Regions from separate parts of the Zea mays genome. Here region 2 is linked to region 1. The links are chromatin contacts, called in public Hi-C maps. All regions are on one chromosome and are shown on one strand. The core of a region is the stretch at or near the end of the contact, and the rest is flanking DNA. Distances in the headings are between cores, read along the strand shown. Region 1 holds the start of LOC103646427. Region 2 holds the start of LOC100193043.

Region 1 (3,482 bases), core at 357-2,856:
CTGTGCCTTCGCCAAGAGGCTTAGCCTTTTCTGCTCAGCAGCCAGAAGCTTCGCTTCAAGGCGCTGCCCATGGTCTTCTTCTTGAGAGGACCACGACGGGCTCCGTGGCTTCTTCCTTGCTTTGCAGGCCAACCATTCACGGAATTGCTGAAAAACAACATTCGAAAAGTCAACAAGTTATCCTATACTGCAATCAGTCCAATTCGACTCCAATAGTTGTTTCCTATGACACTTTACTCCCAAAATGAATCAAACAAACAGTAAACACGACAACTCTCAAGAACCATTGGACTACGACAAGAACCATCGGACTACGAAAGACTACGAAAGTCCGTGAAGAGACGGGCTTAATTTTTTTAACTTAGGCCCCTAGAGACCCATCAAGAGACTCCTCATTAAACGGTTTAGAGCAAATTTAACAAAACATCGACTAGCAAATCACAATTCACATTAAGCAACAAAAAGCTCCAACCATGTTTTTGGTCACCAAATTTTGCAGAGGTACATGTGTGTCAAGTTACTTCTAAGCCAATCCACGCGGTCGGTGCTTGTGTTGCTCCAACCAATTTTTTTCCGGACAAGTCAACGTGGATGGTAAAACGAAACAACGGAGCAACCTTCAGGTGCTAGTTTTCTACAACTAAATCTTTCAGTAGTATTTTCTAAACCAGAGATCCTTTAACGGTGCTCATCCAATTTTCCCAAACCTTCCACAATCCACACACTCTGCAGTCTGCACCTCCCAATTCCTCGTTCCTACACCCTTACTTGCCAACAAATTCGCACATGAAAAGAGTAAAACAGGTTTTGTCTCGCCAAAAGGAACTCCAATTTGGAATTAATGGCCAATGAAATCGCAGGAGAAATCCAGAAAAAAAAAAAGAACAGCTTCAGAAACGGGCGGAGAACAACTACCCTGGCCTCGCCTCACCGCACCAGTAAAAAGCGATCAAGTAATTATCGTGACCGCTACGAATTATTTCGACTTCACAGTTCACGCCGAAGCAACCCAACTGGCAACTACGAGCAAGCAAGAAGCAACGTAAACCAAACTAGCACGCGGCGGGAAGAAGGAAACAGGACGAAAGGGACACGTACCTGCCTCCGGAGCTCGGCCTCCCTAAGCCTGGCCTCGATCTCCTCCACGCTCGCCGGCGCCCCACCGCCGCGCGCCCCCTCCACCAGCCTCCTCCTAATCCGCCGCGGCGGCGCCCTCGCCGCCGCTGGCCCTTCCTCCGCTGGTATCTCCATGGCCACCGGCTCCCGCGCCCCCGTCATCAAACCCTCCGATCAACCCAACTCGCGGGCGGAGAGACCGAGTCGAGCGGGTTTCCGCAAGCAACCGCGTGTTCCCTCGCCGCCCTTGCCTTTCCTCCGCTGCGGCTGCGGCGCGCTACTTTACTCTCCCTCTTCTACCTCCTTCCCGTTGCCTCGCAAGTACTTTGTTCCGTTAATGGATGATCGCGCGCCGCTCGATTCATATAGGGAGCGAGCTGCCGTGGGAAGCGGTTCGGGAATCTTGAAGGTGATCGGACGGCCGAGCTCAGTCGAAGATGGACGAGGGTGTTTTGGTAATTTGAGTGTTGTCACGGCGTTAGTGCCTTCCAGACGGTTCGGCAGTTGATCCCAGCGGGTGGGCCGGGCACTTTCTTTCCTCTCGGCCTGCGGGTTTGACCAAACTGCCCCTCCAGTGCCTTTCCAAGTCCGCGTCAGTGTGTCCGGTGCTGTCTGCTTCGTGATTTTTGTTTTTTTTTTCCTTCTTAGGAGGAACGTGTGGTTCCTCTCCACACGGAGGCTACTAGGCTAGCAACTAGCATATAGTGCGGCACAAGGAATTCATTTAGGATTACGTTTGTAATTAACTTAATCGATTTTGCTCATATGTATGTGTGCTTCTGCGCCTGTAACTCTGTCTGAATAAAAGGTTTGAAGAACAATGAATTTTAAGAAATGTGCTCAGTGCTACACTCTTTATTATGAGATGTTTTGATATTTTTAGATATATTTCTCTAACTGTATATCGAGATATGATGTATATCTAAGTATATAAAAAATCTGTGTCTAAAAAGATAAAAACTATTTTATAATTTAGAATGGATAGAGGACTAATATAACTTGAAAAAAACAGTGCCAAGCAAACCAAAAGTTGATATACATGCAGGCGACAAGTACTCCCTCAACCTTAAAAAAGAGTACAATTCTATATCTATATACATAATAGCTATACATATAATGTACATATATAATATTAAAGCGTAATTTATCATTCATCTATTCTGGCTCTTCGCTACTAATTATATGAAACAAAAACTATCTTTATTCGAGCGTCTACGATCCAGAGCGGCCAGCAAGGCTCATCGCGAAGTGCATTAAAACGGATTTTTATTTATATCACGGGAAACACTACGTTTTTCATGGCAGTGGCCGAACAAAAAAATAGATTAAAGGAAGAGCTACTAAAACAAAGCACGTTTAGCGAAGGAGGCAGTGGACACAGCACCTGTCTTGGGACAGTGGGCTGAGAGCAGGGACGGGGTGGTAAATTTAGAGGTCTTGTACTAAAATTCAAAAGAGGTCTTATTTTATAGAAAAATATAATCAAAATTATATAATTTATGTATTCTGAATTGTAAAAGGTTTACTAGATAACACTTATAACTCTTTATATTAAATCTATCTGTTTTTAAGAAATTATATTGTAATAGAATACATAAATAAACAAATGTATTGATAAATGTGTTTGAAGAGCAACAATCTAGTTGTTAATTGAGTTCAGCTTAGATGATATAATGTTAGTCTGTTCACTGATAAATATTGTTTAGGCTTACTGTTGAGCTAAGAAGTTTTTTAGGCCCCTCAGAATTTTGGGCCATGTGCAATCGCACTTGTCGATAAGGTCCGACCTTGGCTGAGGGTGAGTACCACTACGACATTTTTGCAGGCCTAGCATGCTGCAACATCCTGCCGCAATGCCACTTGTGCCTTATATTGGGTGTCTGCACGTTGATGGTTGTTGGAGATGCGTTGGTCGTGTGGGCTCGCTCGTGGTTGCGTTTTGTGTGGCAGAGTGGGTGTGCAGTGCGCTGCACATTGGGGTCTACTGAAAGTTGCCTAGAGGGGGTGAATAGCCAAATCTGAAATTTATAACTTTAAGCACAACTACAAGCCGGGGTTGATGTTAGAAATAAAACGGAGTTCGCAAGAGAGGGCTAAAACAAATCAACCAAATAAATAGAACGGATGACACGGTGATTTGTTTTACCGAGGTTCGGTTCTTGCAAACATACTCCCCGTTGAGGTGGTCACAAAGACCGGGTCTCTTTCAACCCTTTTCCTCTCTCAAACGGTCACTTAGACCGAGTGAGCTTTTCTCCTCAATCAAATAGGTCACTTAGACCCCGCAAGGACCACCACACAATTGGTGTCTCTTGCTTTGATTACAAATGTCTTGAGAACAAGATGGGGAAGAAGAAAAGCGATCC
Region 2 (3,482 bases), core at 648-3,147, 280 kb after region 1:
GATGATCTATAAGCTGCACTGCCATAGCATTGAGAGCGTGAGGCAGTTCCAGCAAGAGGTATTCCATGTTTCTCCGATTTTCTCATCTTTTGCACTTGATATGTTTATTGATTAGCCAGTGCACTCTAGAAGTTGCTATTGAATTCATGGGGACCTTTTATCAGTTATGTATGTGTCTAAGAACATATCCTCGCATAGCTGAAGATACTTATTTCTCTTTTCTATGTCAGGTTTATATCCTCAGCAATGTGAGGCACCCTCATCTAGTGACACTGGTTGGGGCGTGCCCGGAAGCGCTGTGCCTCGTTTATGAATACCTGCCAAACGGGAGCCTTCACGACCGCCTCTTCAGCAGACGCAGCAGCCGTCACTTGCCGTGGAGAATTCGTGCACGCATCGTCGCCGAGATCTCAGACGCGCTGCTGTTCTTGCATTCCTGTAAGCCTCAGACGATCGTACACGGCAACTTGAAACTCGAGAACATCCTTCTAGATACCGAATGCCATTGCAAGATAGCCGATTTCGGTATCTCTCGGCTATTCACAGGCGACGTGAAGGATTACCCGTCGGGGGGTTCTGAGCCTCCGGAAGGGTCTTTTCCCTACGCAGATCCGGAGTACATGAGAAGCAAAGTGTTGACACCCAAGTCTGACGTATACTGCTTCGGAACCGTGATACTCCAGCTACTGACCGGAAGACAGGAGCCTGCACGGCGGCTTGCTGGTGAAGTAAGGTGTGCCATGGCTTGTGGCAAGCTATCGTCAATTCTCGACCCTGCTGCTGGGCATTGGCCTATGGAGGTGGCCGGAAGGCTAGCGGAACTGGGCCTGAGGTGCAGTGAGGACAGAAGCCGGGATCGCCCAGACCTGACTGCTGAGACCGTACGAGAGCTGGAACAGCTACACTTGACGAGGGAGGAGGAACAAGCACCCTCCTCTTTCCTGTGCCCGATTATGCAGGCAAGTACCATCGTCTTGCACCATTGTTAACTAGGGAAACGGGTATGGGGGTTGGATCGATGTGAATTGTGATGATGACAAGAAACTCGGTGCGTTTCTTTTATTCTTTCCCTCTTCTGTTTTGGCTTGCAGGAGATAATGCATGATCCTCAGGTGTGCGCTGCTGATGGGGTGACCTACGAAGGGCGGGCGATCCGTGAGCGGATGGAGTTGGAGACTGGGCAGGGGACAGCGCCTCTGAACAACCTGAAACTGGAGCATCTCAGTCTCACACCTAACCACGCCCTTCGGTTCGCTATCCAGGATTGGCTTCGTCGCTCTCGCCGATGAAACTTTTTGCCTGGCGTTTCTTTTGGGTTTTCGACCTGTACAGATTTCACGTGTAAAGGGGTATAGCATATCTGCATATGAATAATTTGAATAGCTGTTCTAAGGTTTTGTCTGTACTTCATGAAATGTATCAGGATGCATGTACGCGGCAATGCAGCTTCAGGATCGATCGCATAAATCTTAAAATAATACTGTCTATGCCATGTCCAACCATCTCTCTAATCTCATCTTTTATTTTAAAATTTCTCTCTATAAATAATACTGTCTATGCCATGTGTTGGATGTGGCTACAGTGGACAAATGTTACAAACTCATAAAGTCCACATGAGAAACTGGGAACTCAGAGATAAGATGTTACACTGTAAGGTCTACAACTCTACATGGAGAGGTATATGGTAGGGAAAAATGTGAAGTGGAAGTTAGTTATTTTTGTGTTATGGCTGTGTTTTCTGAAAATGATAATTAGTGACGTGGTAGTTAGCTATGGATTTAAAAAAACGAAGGAATTCCAAAAGTGATTTAAAACAAGGAATAATTGGATCTATACCATTAAAAGATCCAATCTTTAGATATATACCATGGACCCCACATGTCATTGACTCATGTGGACCCACATGTAAGTGAGATAGTAATGGTATGGATCCAAAGTGGTGATCTTTTAATGGTATGGATCCAAATTTCCCTTAAAACAAACAACACAGTTTCCCGAATCATTGTTTTGGGCCTTGGTGGGCTCTCTACTTTCTGCCTTCCGGCGGTTTCCTTTCATCCTCGTGTTGACCTAGCCAATTTCTTCGACCGAACGAAAACACAGCCGTCGTCGCCGTCCCGCCCGCCCACGGCCGCCGCCGCCGCCAGCTGCCGTTTCCCAAAAGCGAGCGAACGGCAAACCAAATAAAAACTCCTCGAACTACCGGCTTCTACTAAAACCCTCGACGTCGGCAGCGCGGCGTCGGCGAGATGAAGAACCTGCGCCTTGTGACGAGGCTCCCGCAGCAGCTCCAGCTCCAGATAGACGGCGAAACCCTCGTCGCCTCCGCCATCGACGCAGAGAGCCGCCGCGCTTTCTTCGCTTCCTCCGCCAACTTCATCTACACCGTCTCACTGCCCTCGTCCTCCACCCAGGAACAGGTCTCCAATTCCACCCCATCCCCTGCTGATCAAGACGAGTTTTTTTTTCCTTGCTTCTTTGTTTCTTTCACTGTGTCTACGCTAGAAAGCCAGCAAGCAACACTTACTAAAATATTGCTGTATTCTTGTATAGCCAATGGTTTAATTTTTTCAGTCCAGGAAAAAAAGTTCGCTATGCCAACAACTTCATCTTGTAGCTTTCCAGGTTGTGCTGACTATCTTGCTTTCGTACCACTTCTGCAGCAACTACTGCAATGGAGCAAAACTGCTACTCAACACTCTGACATGGAGGAGGTTGTTCTTGATCCTGGAGATCGCATTGTTGCCATGGATTATCTTATGGAGAGGGAGTCTCTACTCCTTGGGTCGTCAGATGGTTGTCTTCTCTTATATAACGTGGAGGAGAAAACAACTGAAGTTGTCGGAAGACTGGAAGGTGGTGTCAACACCATTGCCTCTAGCCCCGATGGGGCCCTTCTCTCTGTCACCACTGGACTCGGCCAACTGCTTGTCATCACACAGGACTGGGAAGTGCTGTTTGAGACTTCACTTGACCCTCAAGTATGTTTAATATACTAAAGTCTTACTGAATATACACGTTCTTTTTGTGTGTGTTTGTGTTCTCTCCCAATTCTAAACATCCTTCTTCTCAGGACGAGACCATTGACAACACAGACAGTACCGGTGGTCAGAGTCGAAGTGCAATTTCTTGGCGAGGGGATGGGAAGTATTTCGCTACACTTGTAGCCCCTGAGAGCTTTTCTAGCCCTACAAAACTTAATGTCTGGGAACGTGAATCGGGAAAACTGCATTCTTCTTCAGATGCCAAAACTTTTATGGGAGCATCGCTAGATTGGATGCCTAGTGGAGCGAAGGTTGCTACAGCCCTTGATAGGAGGACAGAGGGAAAGTGTCCTCTTATTATTTTCTATGAGAAGAATGGCTTAGAGAGGAGTCACTTTTCTATTGATGAGCCAGGAGAGGTTGCCATTCAAGCTTTAAAGTGGAACTGCAATTCTGAGATCCTTGCTGCTCTGGTTTCTTCTGGTCAGCATGATGTTA

The links. A called contact is a pair of places that touch in the nucleus more often than the background predicts.
Region 2: a contact with region 1 is called in a Hi-C map of leaf, with 7 times the contacts expected there. The contact joins the promoter of LOC100193043 here to the promoter of LOC103646427 in region 1. A contact is called at or near these places in 2 of 25 Hi-C or Micro-C datasets (ear and leaf).

What each region holds. Positions count from the first base shown.
Region 1 is chr2:50,330,233-50,333,714 of Zm-B73-REFERENCE-NAM-5.0, forward strand. It overlaps LOC103646427, which reads right to left and starts at 1,607. Exons shown (of 6, transcript XM_020548296.3): 1 at 1,099-1,607; 2 at 1-147. The coding sequence starts at 1,278.
Region 2 is chr2:50,611,556-50,615,037 of Zm-B73-REFERENCE-NAM-5.0, forward strand. LOC100193043 reads left to right here and starts at 1,898. Exons shown (of 5, transcript NM_001357854.2): 1 at 1,898-2,420; 2 at 2,664-2,981; 3 at 3,074-3,482. The coding sequence starts at 2,250. LOC103646429 reads left to right here. Exons shown (of 7, transcript XM_008671166.4): 5 at 1-58; 6 at 231-959; 7 at 1,092-1,485. The coding sequence ends at 1,289.